2 separate regions of the Anas platyrhynchos genome follow, and region 1 is linked to region 2. The links are chromatin contacts, called in public Hi-C maps. All regions are on one chromosome and are shown on one strand. The core of a region is the stretch at or near the end of the contact, and the rest is flanking DNA. Distances in the headings are between cores, read along the strand shown.

What was found. Hi-C and Micro-C count contacts between places; a contact is called where the count stands out from the background.
Region 1: a contact with region 2 is called in a Hi-C map of liver, with 3 times the contacts expected there. The contact joins the promoter of PIM3 here to the enhancer-like site in region 2. A contact is called at or near these places in 2 of 8 Hi-C or Micro-C datasets (liver and skeletal muscle).

What each region holds. Positions count from the first base shown.
Region 1 is chr1:19,967,892-19,974,318 of IASCAAS_PekinDuck_T2T, forward strand. It overlaps PIM3 (Pim-3 proto-oncogene, serine/threonine kinase), which reads right to left and starts at 2,439. Exons shown (of 6, transcript XM_027458508.3): 1 at 1,986-2,439; 2 at 1,545-1,654; 3 at 1,391-1,441; 4 at 720-1,083. The coding sequence starts at 2,070.
Region 2 is chr1:19,775,453-19,782,104 of IASCAAS_PekinDuck_T2T, forward strand. No RefSeq gene overlaps it. Among named protein-coding and RNA genes, the nearest start is that of ALG12, 130 kb to the left of the region's middle. Within about 2 kb of position 2,394, at least 3 of the 8 cell types and tissues checked have an H3K27ac peak or open chromatin away from gene starts, as enhancers often do.

The DNA of each region.
Region 1 (6,427 bases), core at 1,189-3,688, 190 kb after region 2:
CCTTGGATACCAAACAAAAACGAGAATTTGTGATGCTGAAGGTCACGTGGCCTAGGGGTTCGGGTTTCACAACAAACAGATGTTAAGTGCAGCAGCTGAGGATGGAGGTCGGAAAAAAAAAAAAAGTCCCTTGGTTACATCAGTCACATTCAAAGGGCAAGGGAAAATATCCTCTATCATGTGCAAGCTTATTTTCAGATTTCCCATCTCTAAACCATCAAGCCTGACCCTGAAGCTAGTATCACGTTATTTTCAGGGAGCGTATTTGTCCCATCACTTTGAAATCTGCAATGCGGGATTTCCAGGACACCAGCGGAAAGGGAGGGGGAGAGCTATTGCTTCGAGTTAAAAAAAGCACTGCATGTAAAAACTGCATATCCACACATGGAAACATCCGACACTGGTGAAGCCTCCATGTAAACAGATCGCCCTCTAGGAAAAAAAATGCTTTTTCCAAGACAGGGAAATATAAACTGCTGCGTCACTGCCTGGAATTGCTTCTTTCCTACGCAACTGAACACCCTAAGCTGCTTCGGGTCCAAAGGTTTCCATTACCGATAGACCTGATATGAACCGCTGCGTCAGAGGCGCCCTCGCTACTTGGAGGCGCCAGAAACAGGATAAGCGGCAGCTATAGGGCATCGCCCTGGGAGGGGCACGGGGTCTGGCCAAACTCGGCACGCCGTGGCTGGGCTGCCCCAGGCAAGGAGGGCACGTACCATCAAAGTCAGTATAGACTGTGTCCTTGAGGATGGCCCCTGAGCCGAAGTCGATTAGCTTCAGCTCGCCTGTCCTGAGGTCAACCAGCAGGTTCTCATCCTTGATGTCCCGGTGCACCACGCCGCAGCCGTAGCAGTGGCGCACCGCCTCCAGCACCTGCCGGAAGAACCCACGGGCTGTGTCCTCGTCCAGGGCTCCCTTCTCCGTGATGAAGTCAAAGAGATCCTTCACCAGCTCGGGCCGCTCCATGATGATCAGGTAGCCATCAGGACGCTCGTACCAGTCCAGCAGCTTGATGACCCCCCTGAAGCCGGAGCCCACCTTCTTCAGGAGGACGATCTCCAAGGGCACCATGACGCCGCCCTGGGCAGAGAAAGGGGAGGCGAGCGGGTCACTCGGGGGCGGCGGGCAGGGCAGGGCAGGACGAGGCAAGGCAGGGTAGGGCAGTGCCACCCACCGCCGCCCCGCGGGGTGGCTCCTCCGCTGCCGCAGTCCGAGGGGCGGGCGCGGCGCTGCGGCGGCGAACCCCCGCCAAATTCCCCCCGACGCAGACACCGCGCCGGCGGGCGGGGCGAGCCCCGCCGCCCACACAATAGCCCCGACGGAGCCCACCCCTCCCAAAAATAAAATTAATAAGAAAAAAAATAAATAAGAAAAATGAAGTACTTACAATCGTGCCCCACTCGGTCACCCGCTCCTTCACCACATGCTTCACGGCGACCTGCGGGGCGAGGAGGGGGGAAAGGGAGGGCGGTGAGCGGCGGGGCCGGGCAGGGCAGGGCTCGCCCCGTGCCCGCCGCCCGCCGAGCCGCCCCGAGCCTCACCGGCAAGCCGTCGGCGATCCTGCTGCCCGCGTAGACGGTGCCGAAGCCGCCGCTGCCCAGCACGGAGCCCACCTGGTACACTTTGTCGAACGGCTCCTTCTCCACTTTCACTGGGGAAACAGGAGGGAAAGCGCGGCGTTAGCGACCGGGCTACGCCTCGGCGAAAATTAGGGCTCAAAAAAAAAAAAATTAAAAAAATAAAATAATAATATACATATTAAATCCCCCCCCCGAGCACGTCCGCTGGACGCGTCGCCCTAATTCTGCACGAGGCTTTTTTTTTTTTTTTTTAAATTTCCTCCTCAAAAATCTTCTTCGGTTATATTAAAAAAAAAAAAAACGCAATAAAAAGGGGAGAGCCCCAAGTTTCGGGCGGCTGCGTGGCGCCGGCCACGGGGCTGGGGCCGCCCGCGGGGGGAAGCCCCCGGCGCCCCGCCGTACCTGGCTGCAGGATCTTCACCGGCAAGTGGTCCATGCTGGCGGGGCTGCAGATGTGGGCCAGCGAGCCGAACTTGGAGAGCAACATCTTCCGTGCGGGGGGAGCCCCCTGCGTCCTCCTCCTCCTCCTCAGCGAGCCCAGACCCTCCGCGCGGGGCTTCCCTGGTGGCCCTGCGGCGGGCACCGACGGCCTCCCCGGCACGGATCCGCGCCAAGTCCCCCTCCTTGTCCTCGTCCTCGTTCTCCGGCGGCGGCGAAAGGGCCCCTTCCAGCCGGGGGCCGCGTCCGTGAAGCCGGCCCTGCGGTGCGGTGCGGCGGTGGCGGCGGGGAGCGGGCTGGGCGCAGGAGCCGCGCCGCCGCCCTGCCTGCCCGCGCGCTTCTGAGCCGGCGGCGCCGCGGAGCCGCCTCTTAACTCCCAATATTTTGGTGCGGGCAGAGCGCGGATGGTGCCGAGAGGGTATCCCTCCGCGGGGGAGGCGGTGTGTGTGTATGGGGGGGGGGGACACGCCTCTCCCCGCCGCCCCGGCTCGACCCCTCCTCTCCTCCGCGACGGGGCGCCCGCGGTGCGGCGGTGGGGGCTGCGGAGTCCCCGGCCCTCCCCGTCGCGCCGGCGGGCGGGGGGAGATGGCGGGGGGCCGGGAACTACTTGTTTGTAGTAAGCGGCGCGCAGCGTTACAGGGCGTCTGAGGCACGCAGCACGCACCAGCGGCGAGAAAGGGGAGGGGGGGCGAAGAGGAGGAGGGAGGGGGGAGATTCTCCTATTTGCGTTAACATTTGCGGGCGGCCAATCAGCGGGCGCCTTTTCAAAGAGCTCCCGGCGCAGGCCAATGAGGAGGGGCCTCATCTGCATGCGGCGGAGGGCGGGAACGCCGCGGCCCCGCCCCGCGGCTGCGGGAAGGTCGCCGCGCGCCGGGCCGAGACGCGGCGTCTGGGGCTGGGCGGGGAGGGAAGGGGGGGGCCGGGGACACGCCGCCGCCATGGCCGGGGTGCGGCGCTTCCCAACCCCGCCCGCTCCCTCCTTCCCCTCCCCTCCCGCCCCGCTCTCCGCAGAGCCGGCGCCGGGCGAGGCAGCGCGCTGTGCGCTCGCCCCGTGGTGTTTTCCCCTGCCCGTGAGCCCCGCGCTCCTCTCCAGTCACGCAGCCCCCGCGGAGCGCCCCCGAGGGCTTCCCCGCCTCCCCGCTCCGGCGGCGGCCGGCTGGCGGCTCCTCCCGGCACGGCGCCCCCCGCCCGCCCCGCAGGGGGCGCTGCCTCTACAGGAATGGCGGAGCCGCGGCGGTGGAGGAGGCGCTGAGGGGACGGAGCCCCCCCAGTGCCGCCCCCCCTCCTCCCCCGAGGCTTCCCGGGGCGCCGCCGAGCGGCCCCGGGGAGGCCGTTAACGGCCGCCCCACGTCAGGCCTCCGGCGGCCGCCTGGGCTGAGGAGGCGGGCAGGGAGGGGAGAGGCTGCCAAGCGTCGGCCCGCCAGAGGTGGTGGGCCACTGGTTTCGAAAATAAATAATAAATAAATAAGCGTCTGCTGTGCTTGGCGTGTAACAGCGTCTTGAGAACTGCTCCAGTAGCTGCTTGGGCCGCTCTCCAGAGGCGCTGAGTGGAGGGGTGGCAGGCAGACGAGCGAGGCCGAAGTTTGGCCAAGCACGGTGCTTGCAGGCAGCAGACCCAGAGGGTGCCTCACAGCACCACAGGCCCCCTCACAGCACCCGCGCCCTGGCTGCGTAACGGGAACGCCTGGTGTCCCCGTGTTGGAAAAAGTGAGGGAGGAGAAGCTGATATTGCACGGGGATCCCTGAAGTGGGGGTATTTTTGGACAACCACTTCAAGAGCTGGCAGTCCTTCCGCTCCAGGCGCTGGGAGAGCCGTGTTGCAGTTGGCATTCTCTGATAATAGTAGTGCTACAATCTCAGACAGTCATGCCTATAAACAAAGCGAGGGCTTCTAGGGAGGCGTAATATCTTTTATTAGATTAGACCAACTGATGTAAAGGTCAAGTTTTCAGGCGCAGTTTCAACCCTTTGTGTCCCAGAATGTGCTTTTTGAAGCTAGATCAATTGGTCTATAAAAGTTACTACCTCGTACAGAATGTGGTATTTCCAGAGGAATGCGGCTAAACCACTGGGTTTAGTGAGCAGCTGAAGGGATTGGGAAGCTTCTGGTTTATGATTTTTTCTTTTTTAAAGATAATGATTTGGACTTATCAGATAAAACAATAAAAGGGCACTTTTTTTTTTTCTTTCTTTTTTTGGTGAGGAATTTTGACTATCTCTAATAACATGAAATAAATTTTTAAAAGGTTTCTCCATATAGTGACATATGCACAGTTTATTGCTGCTGAGTTGTAAACAGGCACAAATAACGGGAAGATTTCATGATCTGAAAATTCATGTTCTAGGTATATTGTAAAGATTTAGCCGCTTTTGTCAGTGGCTATTTTAAGCATTGTTTTACACAAAGAGGAAGTGTTCCTCATGCTCAAAATTAGATTTCTGCTTATTAAAATAGCAAATATTTCTAAAGAGGAAAAACAGGCATTAAATATTAATATATATAAATGCTAATTATTTAGGGAAGTAACACTACAAGTAGTTTTTTTGTTTGTTTGTTTTTGTTTTTTTTTTTTGTTATGTGGCTAAGCTTGAAAAGTCATGCATGTATCACTAGTTTGCACATGTAAAACATCAGGTCTTTTTAATTCCAACTGCATTTGCAATTTCATTCATCCATCTTTGTCTTGTCAATCTGTGATAGATGAATGATACATTTGCCTTGAGCCTGTTCAAGAAAATAATTTGGAGTTTCTTCAATATACTTTTGCATTTAGGATTGTATCTTCTTCAGCTGTGTCAGCCCTAATACTTTAAGATGAGAACATAGCGTACCTTCACACATCTCTGTGAGGCAAATTGGTAAAAAAGACCAAGATCGATATCTGGTATTGGTACAACTCCTGATCCGATTTGTATTTTCACAGTAGTGTAACAGGAAGGGTACTTTACATTTAACGTTAAAGAAAATAAGGTAGTTACTGTACATTAAAAAAAAAAAAAAAAAAAAAAAAAAAAAAAAAAAAAGATAAGGGAGTATTTGTTCTTCATTCATGTAATTTTGGCAGACAGACATTTAATTTGTATACAGCTACAAGGACTCTTGGTTTGACAGAATTACAGATGGATCCCAGACATGGAATTTACCCTGTCTTTACACATAAGCCTTTCATGGGTTTGTGGTGCTCCTTTTGATCTGGCTTGGAACATGCAGTTCAGTGGTCCTAAACAATTATAGCTGCAGAAATATTTTATAAACTAGTTCTGGCCTCTTTAGTGGTGGCTTTGCAACTATAAATGGAAAATCATTCATGGGTAGGATGCCAGTTAGCTCTTTGATGTACAAATCATTTTTTCTGTGCAAGGGTCTCTGAGCAAGCATGAGTTCATCAGGCATAGAAATACAGAAATTCCACTGGAGTGTCTGCTTGCAGTACAGAGACAGTGCCACTGTAAGCTATCTTCTAATGTCTGTGTGGAACCCAGTTCAAAGTTTACTGTGATGTATCATCACATAGTGCACTGCTGGCATTATCATTGTCTAATGTACACCTGTAGCTATTGTAGGTCTTCAAGATAGGACTGCCAAAATGTGTCGGTTTGCATAATATGACCATAAGGAATGCTCTAGCAGTAAAAGTCCAATACACTTATTAAGAATATCAGTGTTTTCAGGTCCCTCAGCCTCTGAGTGGCTAAATATATCAGATGCTCAAAGCCATCTTAATGACCCTTCTCTTTACTCTCTTCAGCCTCTCTTTTGTTTTGGGAGTGAGCGAACTGAACATAGTGCTCTAGATGTGGCTTTATATGGGCTGAACAGAGAGTAATAATCATGTCCCTTGACCTGCTGGCTATGGTCTTACTAATGCAGCCCAAGATGCGGTTAGTATTCGTTGCTGCAAGGGCACACTGTTCAGTTTGTTGCCCTCATCCATAGAACTGTAAGTACCAACCTGCACTCCTGCATAGGTATGTCTTATCCCAGATGCAGGACCTTGTATTTATCTTTTTGGAACTTCAAGGCATATTTATCTGTTGTCCACTCCTTCAGTTTGTTGAGGTCTCCCTGACTGGTTGCTCTATTCTACAGTATGCAAACAGCACCCCTATGATTTGGTGTCACCCTGTGGTTTCTAAGGATTGTATCATGTGGGTCGTGGATTAAATAATGTAATCCCCTGTCTTGGTTCTGGGAAATGCCACTTGGAATCACGTGCTAATTGGACTTCAAACATTTGTTAACTACCCTTTGAGCCCAATGATCTTTCCAGTTTTTAACCAATCTTGTAGTCCACCTATCTGTGTTATTATTCCCCAGTTTGGCTCCAAGGACAGTAGGAAATTGCATTAAAAGCCTTGCTGAAGGCAAGGAGTGTAACACCTACTACTCCACCTTCTCCCAGACA
Region 2 (6,652 bases), core at 1,144-3,643:
ACAACACATGAAAAAATGTTGCAAAAGCAATAGTTATTAAGATGCTTCACAGAGTCAAGGCATCTTCAGATCATTTTCTCCAGCACTTCAGAGAAATAAAACAGAAACCAAAATGCAGTGACAAATAAAAAATAACAGTAAGACATCCTTTTTGTATTTGCAGATCTGTTCTTCAGTAGATTATCTCCAAGTTTAACCTTACCTTATAAAATGGGAAATAAAAATAAATAGCATGAAAATTAAAGAGCAATTACAGCATCCAGCCACTGGCCGGCATGGGTTTACAGCTACCCTTGAGAGGTAGCTGTCTGCTTCCTGCAACCTCTACCTGTGCTCTGTCATTTGGTATTTCTTCATGTGCAGTTTGATGTGGGGAAGAGAAGGATTTGTCACCAGCCTTCTCGCTGCCCCCTTCCCTAGCACTGTGCAAGGGCAGTCCTGGTGCTCCCACAGTAGGGAGGGATGGCTCCTCTAACATGGCTCCTGTCCAGGGGAGCAGGGAAAGTTCCTCCTCTCTTCCTTGCCCACTGTGGCCCAGAGCTGAGAGTCCCTGCAGTTATATTGAATAGCGAGAAGGCAGCAGTTTGTGTATAGTGTTCATTTTCTATAGGCTATACATAGTCTTTAAAAAAATCACTGTTTCCTTGTGGAGACTGAAATATCCCGTGGAATACTGATGTTCCCAGGGAGTAGATATTATGCTGTTTGTTACAAAGCATTTTAAGAAAACAGAGGAAATCTTGAAAAGCTTAGAAAGGCTCTAGTGGCACAAATTCAAACAATTTTACTGGAACTCAAGCAACAAAACTCTTTGCTTTACTTTGAAACTGTCCTGGGAGTGCAGATAAATTTCCATCTACAATATATATGGATCTATGTTGAATCAATGAATGATTCCATGTTATTTTTGCCTATTTTTCTCCTCATGAACATCATGTCAATTTAAGTAAGGAGTTTTCATAATCCATATAAATGCGGTGTAATTTGCACTGAAGTGCTGAGATGAACCTGCACACCATGAGTACCAGTATAGTCAGGGTAGGTTACTCTTTTGTGTCCAAGCTTGGGTGCGACTGACTCAAGGTGTTCTGTTGTGAGACGTAGTCACTGTGTTGAGAAATCAAGAGCTGCAAGAGCTCTAAAAGCTGCTGGGAAAAGAAAGGAAAAAAAAAAAACAACTGTTTTTGTTATTGGTTGTCTCTTAAACTGTGGGTGGCAGCAGTGTCCAGGCAGAGGGAATTTTTGGAAGCCTCCCCCACAGCTCTGACCTCCAGTGAATGTTTCTGGGGGAGGCAGCATTAATTGCTGCCCCAAGACTGGAAGACTGAGCTCACAATGGGCAAACACATTAGTCTGTAAATGAAGTATTAAATCAGGAAACCTTGCTAATAACCCTGTTCAGCAACTCCACAATCACCACAGTATGATGGTGAGTAAATTGTGATGTTTGCAAGCATTAGATCGGTGGCCCTCTAATTGACAAAGTTTTCTATTCTGGATAGCTGTGCTGGTACTTGGAATCATTCTGTAAGAGGATCTTTAAATAATACACCATGTGTCATGGCACATGTGGCATTCTTGACTTCCACTTCTCGCTTTCCTCATTTGGATGATTTATGGGCTTGTGTAAATCATTCTTGAACATAAGTGGGTGCTTGTTCTTTTGCTGATTCATACTCCCTCCATTGTAAGCAAAGTTATGCCCTCGAACAACCTCCATTATTCACAGGCTTTGCCTGCCTTGAATCTGAATTAACAGGAAAGAGCATAGCTTCTCAGAGATTTCCAGCTCTAGTCAATTTTTTAAATATTTTTGCCTGCCTACAAAGTGAACTGAAAATTTTCTGAATAAGCAGGCATACAAAAAATGACTTCTGTGGCAGAATCGTCATTTCCACTGTCCTTCTGGTAAATAATTGCATGACAACTGGGGGAAAGTTGAAATGAGCTAGAAGTGAAGATGTCCCTGATTTGCTCACTCTGACACAATACATGCAAAATATTTGATGGTCACCTTTAAAAATTCAAGTTCTGTTTAACTATGCTTCCATGTGCTGTTTTCTAATAATGATTAAAATACTTTGACAGTGACATTTTTTTTGCAAGGGCATTATGAAAGGACAAGGCAGTGTATGAAAGAAGTATTTCACAGTGAACACCAAGTTCCTGCACTTGTAATGAACAAAACATTCAATGAATGATCCATAAAGTATGCCATGCTTTCCACATATGAAATGCAAATACATTTTTTTAAAGTGTTTGAGGTTTTCAAATCCAGTGAGGGAATTTCCCTCATCAGTTTTGGAAATCTCAGCCAATGTGTTGGAATCAGGTAGTCTAATGCAAACAGTCATGCCTTGTAATGTTTCACATTTCCCCAGACTTACAGTGGATCTGGTTGTGACACAGAGGGATGAGATGGTTTACTCATGGTTTCTTTAGTGAATCAACTCCTCTCCTTTGTTAGAACTTTGACCTTTTGCTTCTAAGACTTGCTGAGATCACCAGACTTCACAACCTTCTCAGAAGAGCATAGGAATGAATAGTATTGTAAAATCAGCTTAATGAAGTTGAGTAACACTTCTGGTTTGCAAAAACACTATTACCTAAAAATGAGCAAGCTAAAGTTAATTGCAAATTAGATTGTGAAAGTTTCTTTTCTCCTATGCTGAAAGTGGTTAAAGTAATGAGAACAGGGAAAAAGAACAAACTAAGCTGGATTTATTACTTCTCATGCATGAAGGGCTTGGGTTTTTCAGAAGTGTGTTGAATGGGTCATACTCTTCTGCAGATTTCAATGTAAAATGTCCATTGACAGCAGTGGGAACAGTGTGAAATTCTACCTTAGAATTTGTTGATATGATCTCCATGTAAAGAACAGAATAAGGATCCAGCTCCCACACCAAATAATTCACAGCTTAGATGCAGCAAATGGAACAAATGGAGCAGCCAGAGTTGCAAATGAGAATGATGAGAGGCAGTGCAAAGACTATAGTAATAAAACATTATAGTGTTTCACTTGTGGTATAGTTACCATAAGTGAGATTTTCAAGTGTCTTGATTTTAGTTCCATTTTACTTGTATGCTCTGATCAATGGATGGATGCAAAGTGTGTCATTATTATTTGAGAAAAAAAATAAAATCATTTCTACATTGTGAAATTATTTCAAAGAATATTTAATGACTTGGAAATTCAGAACTGGATTAACATTAAGTCTCAAACCCCACATTCCTCCTCTAAGTTCTTCCCTCAGAAGAGCAACTGTGAACCCTGGATTGTACCTACATTCCAGAATTCATCCAGGAGTCTAGACTACAGACTTGCAAAACAATAATAAATAACATAACATCTATTATCAGATAAAAAATTTGCAAAGGAAAGCTAATAAAATGTTTAAATTCATCAAAAAATAAAATAATTAAAAAAAAAAAAAAGCATTAAATCCCTTTCTATATACATTGAACATTGGAATTTAAAGGAAGGGCTGGGAAATGTCTTTTGGGAACATTATAAGATATGTGCTTAGTGTCCTGCCACCTGGGAGTCAGTCAGTGAGTAAAAAACACCTCTCAAAAGGTAATTCAGGACATCCTATCTTATTCTATCCTATCCTGTCTATGGCAGGCCATAATGCATAAAAAGGAGCTTGCATAAAATGGAGCGTGGCCAGCAGCTCAAGGGAGGTGATCCTTCCCTCTCTACTCCGCTCTGGTCAGGCCTCACCTGGAGTACTGTGTCCAGTTCTGGGCTCCCCGGTGCAAAAAAGACAGGGATCTCCTGGAAAGTGTCCAGTGGAGGGCCACAAAGATGAGGCCGGGAGCATCTTCTCTGAGAGGAAAGGCTGAGAGACCTGTGTTTGTTCAGCCTTGAGAAGACTGAGAGGGAATCTTATCAACGTTTATAAATACCTTAAGTGTGGGAGGTAGAGGAATTTGGCCAACCTTTTTTCACAGTTTTTTTGGGACGGGACAAGGGGCAATGACTACAAAATGTATCGCAGGAAGTTCTGCACTAACATGTGAAAGAACTTCTTTATGGTGAGGGTGATGGAGCACTGGAACAGGCTGCCTAGGGAGGTTGTGGAGTCTCCTTCTCTGGGGATATTAAAGGCCCATCTGGATGCCTATCTGGGCAATCTGCTCTAGGGAACCTGCTTTGGTAGGGGGATTGGACCTGATGATCTCTTGAGGTCCCTTCCAACCCCCTATAATTCTGTAATTCTGTGATATGCCACTTTAAAGTATGCCATACATTGCTGTTTGAACATATAGAGATATCTAAGAACATCTGTTTTAGCTCATTTACAAGTGATTTAGTTCAGCTCTTCATCTGTGCTCTTTAAGGGTCAAATGTTTAATTGCGTATAGCAAGTTAGCTCCATTCATTTTCATGAATGTAAGGTGATTTGCATTAACTAAGAACTGGGCCTGGCCACAATGTTCTAAACTGTTAACTTCTTGTCATGGTAGGTGGCAATAAAAGTCTTACAAGAACATTCTTACCAGCTATTCTATTGTCTAATCTACTAATAATAACAAATTTAGGTATGTCATGGGGAGACAACCTACAACAATAGAGACCTTACAGTAAATAGACTGTGATGATTTACAACACTACTTTGTTCCTAGTTTCCTCTGAAGACAGCTCTTTTCACCCATGTCCAGACAAACCTGACAAATAGCAAGTTAAACTGGCCATTCCAATGAGTTATGAAGACATATCTTAGCCAAGTCAACTCAAAATATGAAAACACGTGATGGAAAAATATTCATTTTTTGGTCATTGTTTGCTGTAAGATGTTTGAAAAACCTATGTCAATAGAAGATCAGGAAAGAAAAGTCTGTTTATTTGATAGTTTTGTCAATGGCATGGTTAACACACTAGCCACTGAGCCAGACATAAGATAACTGGAAGAATACCTTTGAAAAATATCTCTGCCTCGAAGTACTACTTTTATGAATTTCTGAAATGGCAAATGAAGAAAGTACTTTCTCACTATACTTTTTTCTCCCTCTATCTTTTTTACCTCATCACATTTATTCTTGTGATGGGTGTCTTCTGTGGCAGCTTAAGCAAACCTTCAGTTTTCTTTTTTCATGTAGAAAAATAAAGACTGCAACCTGCAAATATGTTTATTTATTATGTGGTGTCTTTGGTCTGTGAAGGGTTACATGTCTGAGAGGGGAGTTCTTAAAGGGCTTGCCAACATCTCATCATTCCCTATTAGTCAGAAGAATTGGCATAACTGTAGCCTAATTAAATTTATGAACCAAAGAAACTTCCTCATGCCTTTGCTTCTGTTCTTTGTGTAAGCAAAGTGCCTTTTTAAGTTTAGCACTTAAAATACATTTTTAAAAGTGTTTCTTTTCTTTTATTATTTGTTTCATCATTTTTCAGTTAGTCTTTAATCATAAACCTTTAGAGAAGTGGAAGAAGCTGTAGCCAGCAGTCTGAACTCTTACTTAGAATTACCTAATACTGGTCATGGGGACCTGCCCACTTGATGGAGCAGATGATGCCTGACTCAGTGTGACCAAGAAGACAACAAAAATATTTATATCTCTTTTGATATGTTGGGGAGGGAGGTGGGGGAGAGTTTCTTCCTGACCACAGATTTGGCAATCAGTTAACTTTGTGCATGTGAGTGAAGAGCAGTTCTGTTTACAAGCAACTCATTTATATATCAAGGTTCTGTTTGTGTTGCGGTGATTTTCCATTCCCATTTTTCCTTTTTTAGTTAATTTCAGTTTTTCAGTCCATTTACTTCAATAGACATAGAATTTTAAGCCGTCACCTAACCTCTAAAGACCCAATATCCTCAAGCACTCAGGTGGTATTAGTCACACTGCAGATGGGATTTAAGTCGCCTAACCATAACCATTTAAAAAGGAGGTCTTGTCACAAACTCATATTATCATCACTGAAAAAAGGACTCAGAAAATCAGATACAGATGAATCCAATCAGAAATTCACATTTTTTATTTTTATTTTTATTTTTATTTTTATTTTTATTTTTATTTTTATTTTTATTTTTATTTTTATTTTTATTTTGAGAGCTGTAATCCAACCAGAAATTTACCATTCTAAGACAGGTGTCTAAGACAGGCATAATGGCATAACGCCTGCTGGGATATTTCCCCTTGGGAAGCCTGTCTCACTTTTGGCTGTAGAACAATTACTTCTTCAGACCAAATACCTGATGGCTAAGTTGATGAGATGAGTCTCACCCTTTCTTATCTTAGTGCTTGTGGAGTCAATGTGCTTCACCAGAGTGACTGATGATCTATTCTGACCTAACAGTGACTGAACATATTTACTCCTTTTTCTCTCATGCTGCACAGAAATTATGAAAGGCTTATATCCTAGCTGGGGTCCAATACTCAGAAGGGAGCAAATGATTCAGATATAAAAATGATTCAGATTCTGAATGGAGCAAATTCTGTTCCTTGGCCATGTTCATGTAAATCTGGAATAATCCCATTAACAGTTGTGTAAACTAGAAATGACTTTGGATCAAAGTACTTAGGTGGTATTGTTTACATGTACAGGAGTGTCCATATTTTCCTGCTCTCTCTCTCTCTCTCTCTCTCTCTCTTTCTCTCTCTCTCTCTTCCCTCCCCCCTCCCACTCCTGCATTGCTGTTGTTGTTTA